2 separate regions of the Mus musculus genome follow, and region 2 is linked to region 1. The links are chromatin contacts, called in public HiChIP or PLAC-seq maps. All regions are on one chromosome and are shown on one strand. The core of a region is the stretch at or near the end of the contact, and the rest is flanking DNA. Distances in the headings are between cores, read along the strand shown. Region 1 has its middle 45 kb from the start of Gm31616. Region 2 holds the start of Fyn (Fyn proto-oncogene).

Region 1 (4,832 bases), core at 1,225-3,724:
GACATGCTACCAATCAGATAGTGAACTACCTAAAGTCTTTTCACTCCTACTCCTAAAATGGTATCTTGGCTAGAGCTGGTCATTCATTCACTCATTCATTCATTTGCTCATTCGTTCATTCACTCACTTATTCATTCATTTATTTACTCATTCATGCATTCACTCATTCATTAACTCACTCATCAATTCATTCACTTACTCACTCATTCATTCACTCATTCATTTATTCACTCACTCACCCACTCACCTCATTTTTTTTCTCCAAGTACCAGGACTCTATCTGAAACTATTTTCTTTGGCTCAGCTCTTGACTTCTGTGAACTCTGGGCAGATGTTGCCCCCCTCATGGTGGCTGCTGATCACCAGCTTATCTTCCTTTCCCTTCTCTGAGATAATTTCCAACTATCAGCTGATGAAAACTAGAACCTGCTTCCTTTTGTGCCGATAGGCAGCAGATCCTGGGAGCATCTGTCTTGTTGTATAAAGCACTTTAATTTTGCATTTAAATTCCAAAAATCCCTTAGATGCTATCATTTGCAAACTGACTCCAGAAATACCAAATCATAAGGAAATTACAGCACAATAAGTATTTTAATCACTTTTTATTGCTTGCAATCAACTTGACAAATAAAAAAAATTACTGGAGTATTATTTCTTAAAGCATCCGGTAATTAGGTCTCTTGTTTCCCATCTTCCTGGAACCCAGTGAGCTTTGCAGGACATGCTGCTGAAGTCTAAAGTAACAGGCATAAGAGCTGCCTCGTCTCTGCACAAACGTGAATTTCTTTATTAAGAAACCTTTTTAAAAATCTTTCAGGGACTGGAGTCGTAGCTCAGTGATAAACTGCAAGGGTAGCTCTTGCAGAAGAGCAGAGTTTGATTCCCAGCACCCGCCAGAGGCAGTCACAACCACCTGTAACTCCAGCTGAGGGGACCCGCCGACAACTCTCACCTCTTCCCTTGGACAGCTGTGCTCACCTGTGCACACTCTCACACAGGCACACATCCAAATACAGAAATAAAAATAACACAAACAAATTTAAAAAATGAAAGCCTTCCTGCTGTGTGTGGTGGTACATGCCTGGAATCCCAGCACTCAGGAGGATTATCAGTTTGAGACTAGCATAGGCTACCCAGAAAAATCATATCTCAAAACAAAAACAAAACAACAGACAAACAAACAAACTCAAACATGGGCCAGCAAATGATTCAGAAGGTAAGTCATGCAAGTCTGATGACCTGAGTGAGGGGCGGGGGGAGTGACAGCAAAAGTTCCTTCTAATTAGCACGTGTGTATACACACACACACACACACACAAATACATGCTCACATATATATACATCCTCACACACACACAAATGCTCACACACTCACAAACATACACACATTCATACATTTATACACACTCACACATATACACACGCTCACACACATATACACATTCACACACACACTCACAAATGTATACACACTCATATATATATATATATATACATATACATATACATATACATATATATATATACACACACACACTCACACACATTCATACATTCACACACACACTCACAAACATATACACACTCACATGTATATACACACTCACACACATACACACATTCACACACACACTCACAAACATATACACTCACACATATACACTCATTCATTCATATACATACTCACACATGTATACACACACTCACAAACACACACACTCATACATATATACACACTCACACATACACACACACTCACAAACATACACACACATATATACACACACTCATACACATACACTCATATTCACACACATACATACACACCTGGACACACACTCTTAAGTACATAGATACAACCTGAAACTTCTAAAGCTTTTATCAGTGTTCCTTTGGGAATCTTATATTTTGAATAATAGCATATCTGTGTGCGGTGGTATGTACATGCAATACCAGCATTCTGGAGGCAGAGGCAAGAGGATTACCACAAATTCAAGATCAGCCTGGTCTGTATACCAAGTACCAGGCCAATTAGGGCATCATAATGAGACTGTCTCAACTAATAAAATAGATAGATAGATAGACAGACAGACAGGTAAAAACAGTATAATTGCAGGCCCCTGAAAGGTGTTTCTTGGCAGCACTCTCCTGCCCACCTCTGATCTTCCTGAGAAATCCACAGAGGGTAGTCTCTTCTCTCTGGGCATGTGCCCCAAACTTCCCTCTCTTTCCTGCATCCCTGTTACATCTCCTTCTTCCCTTTTTATTTTCTTTGTATCTTAAAAAGACAGATTTAGATATTCAAAAAAAGAATGATTATTATCTGGGAGGACATTGTCTCATCATCCTTTCCAAGGTGGAAGAGAACACATTATTTTTAGTTTCTTAGACAGACATTCCTAACAGGATAGTGAAATTATCTGTCATCTGTGACATCAGACTTTAGGGAGGTCTGCGGTCACACAGTAATTTGAAAGTTGCAGTTGGAATCTGATGAAATCACAGGGGGTGTTGCAAGAGACACCCTTGCAGAAATTTCAAAGTGATCTGAAGGCTGCTTAGTTAATGTATTGGCTTAAATATATTTTCTGTGTACTTCTTGCAAAGTCTAATTAGCATGCATGTTCTGTCACACTGTAGGTATTGTCGGTGGCTTTTTATAAATAAGCACTTGCTTCCTAATGACTCCATGAAACTGAATGCCAGCCACATATGTGCTCACCTTTAATCATGGTGCAGCTCTGCCAAAGACTTAATTACAAAGGAAAGGTGGGATCCTTTCCCGCTGGCTTTACACGCCTCCATCAGGCGTGTTGCATTGTGGGACATTAGGACGTCACTGTGTTTATCTCAATGCCAACAATACTTGCTTTCATGTACATTATATTCGTTGATTATTTCTATCTTTAGTGAGCAAGATCTATATCAGGTACTGTTCTGGAGTCTGAAGATAGGGAGAAATACCAGAAGACAGTTCACCCAATGTTTGCAGTCTGGATCTAACTAACCACCACTCTTAAGTTGAAGCACTCCAAGTGAGCCGCGTAGAGTAAGGGGGCCTGGCCAGGGATTTTTGGGAACAAATTTATTGGTGTAAAACCTCTATGTAACACTGTCAGCAATTTCATGATGTTATGAGTTATAAAAACCAGAAATGTATTTAAGAAGGAAAAAATACCTGGACTCTTCTCAATTAGGATAAAGTAACTATTATAGATATGTTGCCTGAAGGCAGTGTCTTAAAAGTTTAGTTTCCAGCATTTGGTCCTACTGGGTGACAGTAGACCATTTTAAGAGACGTGGCCCATTGGGAGGGTAGTTAAATCACATAGGGTATGTCCTTAAAGGGAATACTGGGACTGGATACCAAGAAAAGAGCAGCTACCTCCACCATGCACTTTGACATATGAGTCTCTCTCCCCTCAGGCCCCAAAATAAGGAACCATTTGGATCATGAGCCAAAAAAACCCTTCCCTCCTAAAGTTGATTTGCCTTAGTGTTTGTCACAGTAGCAGGAAGCTCACACAACAGCGCTCTGCAAAGTGCTTTATGAACTCATCAATGCTGCAAGACATAGGAGCTTCTGTTTGTATAGTTGACCATCAGTTAGATGCTCTGCATATAGTGGACCACCAGTGAGATGCTCTGTGTATAATGGACCATCAGTGAGATGCTCTGCATATAGTGGACCACCAGTGAGATGTTCTATGTATAATGGACCAGTAGTGAGATTCTCTGTGTATAGTTTACCAGAAGTGAGGTGTTTCGATAGGAATGAATTCTTCTGATTTGAAACTTAATGTTTTCAGAAATCAGTGCAGGATCTGTGATTCTGGAAGGAGACATGGATGAAAGTGCAAACGGCATGTGATGGTGGTAAGGCACAGCCCTGCCCCTCCTTTCCTCCTGGCCAATTCTGGTCTTCGCCCTATATATTATCCTCAGAGAGACTCTTCAAAGGACAACTCCATTTACTTACCTCAAACCATCACAGTCAAACTGACATTGCAATTCTATAGTATTTGGTTTCAATAAGACAAAAATAAACACAAATTACATCCACTTAACTTTATTTTAAATCATCTGCTGGGATTCTAGTCTCCTTCTAGAAACATAATTGTGTATCAGTTAACAATCCAGCATAAGAAGATTATAGGTATAATTTAGGGTGGAAAATGACTAGGGAACATTTTCTATAATTGTAAATTGAAATGAACTCTTTAGAAACAGCTAAATGACTTTTGGCAATGCTAAATCCTAGCCAAACCAACTAAAGATGGTTGTTGAGACATCTAGCTCCCTAGATTAGTCTTTGCTACATACTAGGAGGCTAATAAGGTTTCAGTCGTCTTTCTTTTGCTTCTTTTAGCTTGTCTATCTCCCCTACTCTTACATTTTTGCGGATGTCTGTCTTGTTTCAGTCAGGATCTAGATCTGGCTGTGGTGGACAGACATCCAAAACAGCAGAGGCTTAAATAATGAGAAGAGTTTGATTTTTTTCCATAATTGAGTTCAAGATGTCTGAAGGAATCTATTTTACTGAATCATCAGAGCACTTGGCTGCCTGCCTTTTCCATTCCACAGTGGGGAAGAGCCTGCCTTTCTTCAAGACCACAGTCTGAAGGTGGCATGTGTTACAACTGCTCATAAACATCCCATCAATGATAATGTCACATGTCACACCCAGCTGGAAGGGAGCTAACAATTTTCGTTTCTCTTTTGGTTGGCTGTGTGCTCCCAGCTGACTGGATATTACTGCAGGAAAAGAGGCAGATAGCTATTAAGGAGCCAATAACGACTTAGAGATAAATGTCGTATTAAATACTCAGCCT
Region 2 (4,832 bases), core at 1,614-4,113, 45 kb before region 1:
CATGATAGGATAATGGGACCCAGAATCACTCAGGACAGAAGAAAGCCAGCTACTGAGCAGAGACACCTATGCAGGGCTACATGTGAACAAAAATAAATATATTTTGGTTTAGCACCATTATACATTTTCAGGCCTGCTCTAGCTACTAACATGAGTCTCTTTTAAAAGACGTTGGGTCCATATCGTTGATCTAATTCACATTTGTCGCTCATTAAATGGAACTACCAGGTAATACCAACAAAAGTAAAACCTGACAGAAACCAAGAAACCATTGGGTTAGGTTCTCTACCCAATGGCAGAAATGGACAGAAAACAAAAACAGAATCTGATAATGGTGTTGGAAGACAAATTTGAAGACATGGTGGCTTGCCTGGAGCAGAGAAGCTGGCAAAGGCTTCAGAATTGACACGTGTGCTGGGCCTGGGCTTCAAGAACATCAGACGATGGGGGAGGGGACTTCAGACCTCCAGAAAGTAGAGGTGTTCGCCCACACTCATGCAACCTTATCATTAATAAGTGCCTCTGACTTGGTCAGTACGGTGCAAGTTTATCGTGTACTGACTTTCCTTTCTGGGTCTGGCATCCCAACAAACCAGCCTTTGTTTTCAGAGAACATTCAGTATTAGCCCTTCTACTGTGTGTGTATATGTATAAATATATATGTTCCACAAAAGATGTCAGCTTAATGGATCACAACTCTTTTCAGATAAAACAGCTAAAGAGTAAACTTGGGACAGTTTCGTTACTTTCAACAGTTGAGACCCCACAACCCAGGAATCAGCAGATCAGACCTAAGTTTTGACAAACTAAGCCTGAGACTTACATTAACATTTCTACCTTCAGAGGAACACCATAGGTTCTGAACTCAGACATCTACATCCCCTGTTCATAATTAACTAGACCCAAAGTGTGAGAGTTGAAACCACTTCCTCCAAGTCTGAATGTGTGGTACTCACTGGGTAGAGCCAGACAGGGAGACTGAGCACAAAGGGTGAGAGGCCGGATGTGAGCTTCCAAAGTCAACCTTGAAGCAGACAAGTGGTACACCTCCAGGGTCTTCCAAACGCCAGCCCAAGTGCTTGCTATCCATGGCCCCAGTTTCTTAAATAAAAGGGCTAGGCAGCATTGCTGGGCAGACCAGAGCACATTTCAAAAGACTTCACTCAGCAAAGAGGCCTTGGACTTTAGGGAATCCAGTCAGGCTGCCTCACTCGTGTTAAACAGTTTGATTCTGACTCAGACACAAAATTCTTCTGATCCCTCATCAATTTATCCTGTCTCAGGTATCAGTAACTATCCCCCAAGAAGAAAAGGGGGGAAATGAGGGATAGGGGAAGGTTCCTTGAAAGTATAGCAACTCCTAAAACAGCTGAAATAATCCCCCCCACCACCACCTTAAATAGAGAAAACTGCAGTTGCCACTCAATGCTACCAGTCTGTAAACACAGCTAAATGCCTGCACCTGCCACCCGGGATCCGGGAGCCTTCATTTTTTGGTAAGTGTGGCAGAAAAGACTAAGAGATCAACTGCTTCACCAGAAAGAAAGGGACGCCCCAGGGATGAGACACAAGAAGCATGGTGCCCTGGGTACTTTATGTGTCTCTCCTCTATGAACTGAAAGGGCTCTTTGTGTCACACACACACTCACACACACACACACACAGAATGAGTCTGATTTATTAGAGGAAGGAGGGGCAAAACGGGTGATTTTATTATCCCTCCTCCCAGTGAGTCCCAGCAAACGCCTCCTGGGCCCAAGCTTGGTGGCCTCTTTCTAGCTCAGTCAGTCCCTGTGGCCTCAAAGATAAGAGAGCCTAGAGGAGACCAAACAAAACCGTCTACCGACCTAGGGAAGTAGGGAGGAAATCCAGCGTGTCGAGAAGGGAGGAGAAATAAGCTTGAGAGAGCAAAAGGGGTGGGGGGACAGAGGAAGAGGAGGCAAGGCCAGACACAGGGGAAAGGGGAAGGGTGGGTGGGTGGTAGCACAGGAAGGGTGAAGGGGAGGGTGGGGGAAGTGCAAGGGAGGTTCCAGAAATAGGCAGGAGGATGCGCTGGGGAACGGCAAGGGCCACCGAGGGAGGAAGCCGAGAGGTGGAGGAGTGGGGCAGGGGTTGGGTGGGGAGGAAAGCAGCACGGGGCATCAATTATTAAGTGATTACATCATCCCTGACATTAAAACAACACACACAGCCCTGGTCCCCGCGGGGGGCCGCGAAAGGAGGGCGGGGGCGGAGCTGGGCCAACCTCACCCCCAAGCCAATTCCTATTTTCCACCCGGCACCCGCCGGCGGCCGAGGAAAGACACCCCGGTGCCTGCGCAGCCTCGGGGCGGCACCCCGCATCAGTGTCCTGCGTCGCGGGGCGCCCTGGAGGCTGCGCGGCGGGACCGCAGCGGGAGCAGCCCGTGCGGGGGCGCTGGGCCGGGCGTCTCCGCAGCATCCCGAGGCTCCGCGCATCCCCTGTCGCTTACCTGCTTGGCTTGGCGCTCAGCTCCGGAGCACATTCACATGGTCCTCTCCCCGCCCTCCTCCGGCGCGGCCCAGGCGGCTCCCGCGGCTCCGCGGCGGGGCCCAGGAGCTCGTGGGCCTCGCGAAGCGCCGAGGGGGCGGCGCCGGTGTCCCCGGCCCGGCAGCCCGGTCCCTCCCTGGCGCGGGTGGCGGCTTTGTGTGTGCCCGGGGAGTCCTCGAAACGCTCCGGCTAGAGGCGGCCTCGCTGAGCTCTTGACCAGCGGGCGGGTCTCGGAGGCCCGGCGCACGGCGACCCCTCCTCCTCTCTGCGGAGCCCCCTCCCCGCCGGCTGCGCTCCTGACAGATGGCGCAACTGCACCGACGCGCCGCCGCCACCGCCGCGGCTTCTCGCAGCTACTCTCGCTGATGCTCGGGCTGCTCCGGATCCCGAGGGGTTCGAGAGGGGGCGGGACACGCCCTGAGACTGTCAGGTCTTTCTGCCCTATCAAAGGGCCCGCTGAGGGCTGAGCGCCGGCAGCCATTGGTGAATGCGTCGGAGGCGGGACGGCCATGGGTGGGGCCGCCGAGTGGGTTGAGCTTTACAGTGGTGGCGGGCAGCCTGCGGTGCGCACGGCCACAGGGTGTGTGAGAGGATGCGAGGTTGGCGGAGAAGGAAGAGTTGTGTGTCTGAGGATCGTGTGGAGTTGCGAGTTGGTGAGGTGGGCAGGAGAGTGCGCAGGGAATGAGCTGCTTTCCACTTTGCCAGTGGAGACTGGCACCTGCCACTCCAGCCTCACAGCCATGGGAACCTATTTCTCCAAAGAGATAGCCTCGCCTTTGAGAGTGGGAGGATAAAATGGAAAGGTGTTAAGAATGGCGATGGCAAATTAGGGAAGTGAGGAGCAAAGTAGAGAAGTACCATTGCAGAAACTGGGAAAGCTAGGACCAGCAAACGCACAACAAATAGTAAGAAATTAATGACTTGTTAGTCTCATTTTCTTGGGTACCCAAATATGCTCCCCGCCCCCCCCCCCACACCTACCCCAGGAAAAGTGAAAGAGAAGTATGACTGAAATTCAAGGGGCCTGCAACAAAGAGTCCCAAAACCACCCAGTAGAGATTGCTTGTGCTTTTCCCTAGCTGTTTACCAGTGGCCATTGCTCGTCTGGCTCCTTGGGGCATTCAAACTTCTCTTGGTTTTCTTGTTTTCGCTGGTGGCTGAGCTGAGCTTTTTGCTCAGATTTTCCTTGACGAAATAATAGCCGGGTTGGTCTGCAGTCTTTATTTCCGATTCAGCTTTTCTATGGCAGGATGTAACTTCATAAAAAGAAACATTTTGCCTTCCTGATTTTCTTTATAGGCAATTCCTGTTTACTGAGAACTCTGTTTTAAGACATGTTCAGAATCATTTTCTTTAATGATTTTGGTAAGAAACTCATCCCTCCCCCTCAGCAAATCTAATCTTCTAAGAAGTAAGTTTAAGCGAAGCAGCCTTGGCTTCCTTAGGCGCTCAAGGTCTGTGTTATCTTTCCTGCTCAGTACATTTCCCCTGTAGTTTAAAAATACCAGTCTCTTTTGCTGACTTTTTTTTCTTTGTCTTTTCCGCAGTGCTCTTTTGAGAAATTTGCTGCTATTCAGTAAATGATCCTCATGTGATGGACGAGGAAACTGAGGACAAGAGAAGGTGACACTGAGGAATTCCATGTCCGATCTCTTCCTGAAACCTGGAGCAGATGGTACTAAGTCACTCCATTGTTAATAATTTCTTTGAGAGGAGTCTCATTTTTGGCATCTGCAGCATAATAGCTTCTTCACGTAATTAGTGGACCAATAAGAGGCAAAATGATTAAATGACAAATTAACCAACTCCCAGCAAGACTCTGTTCTGTTTTTTTCTCTTTACTTACTTTTGAAAAAAATAAATAAAAACAAAAAAACAGGAAAACCCCACAACTCTTCCTCCGGATAGCTTTAAAGGGATTCTGTCTCCACAAGAAGATTTGCTGATGTTGTGAACAAGTGAGAAAGCCCTGGAAAGATGTTAGCATTATTTCCCATTTTGATCTGCTCCCAAAGGTCATCAAAGTAGATTTGACTTAAACAGTGTCCTCAGCCTACCCAAGGCAAGCCATGCTTTGTTCTAAACCTGAAATTTTATTTTCTTACAGGCAGTATCTATTACCCAACAAATGGAGAGACATTGTTCTAGAATTTCTCTTAGATTTGGTTGTTATTTGCTTGGGTTTTTGTTTGTTCTGTTTCTCTCACCTTTAAGTCCCCTGTTTCTAGTCTAGTGTTCTTTTTTGGTTTGTCTAATCTGTGTTTCCTGTTTTGCTTTCAATGTATATTTAGTGTTATTAGCTAAGCTGTTTCCCATTTTGAGA

The links. HiChIP or PLAC-seq counts read pairs in DNA pulled down with a chosen protein or histone mark.
Region 2: an H3K4me3 HiChIP or PLAC-seq map of bone marrow-derived macrophages shows a contact between it and region 1, with 2.0 times the contacts expected there. The contact joins the promoter of Fyn here to the enhancer-like site in region 1. A contact is called at or near these places in 5 of 39 promoter capture datasets (3T3-L1-derived adipocytes, the C10 cell line, embryonic stem cells and 2 more), 11 of 484 Hi-C or Micro-C datasets (the HL-1 cell line, Th1 cells, embryonic fibroblasts and 7 more), 8 of 115 datasets of contacts at active chromatin or transcription factors (CD8 T cells, bone marrow-derived macrophages, effector CD8 T cells and 4 more) and 1 of 9 other capture datasets (adipose tissue).

Annotation. Positions count from the first base shown.
Region 1 is chr10:39,322,148-39,326,979 of GRCm38.p6, reverse strand. No RefSeq gene overlaps it. Among named protein-coding and RNA genes, the nearest start is that of Gm31616, 45 kb to the left of the region's middle. Within about 2 kb of position 2,474, at least 14 of the 459 cell types and tissues checked have an H3K27ac peak or open chromatin away from gene starts, as enhancers often do. A contact at or near this core is called in the HL-1 cell line and bone marrow-derived macrophages, where this site is marked.
Region 2 is chr10:39,367,830-39,372,661 of GRCm38.p6, reverse strand. Fyn (Fyn proto-oncogene) reads right to left here and starts at 2,863. Exons shown (of 14, transcript NM_001122893.1): 1 at 2,472-2,863. It overlaps Gm31616 (predicted gene, 31616), which reads left to right and starts at 3,050. Exons shown (of 2, transcript NR_168583.1): 1 at 3,050-3,167; 2 at 4,057-4,832.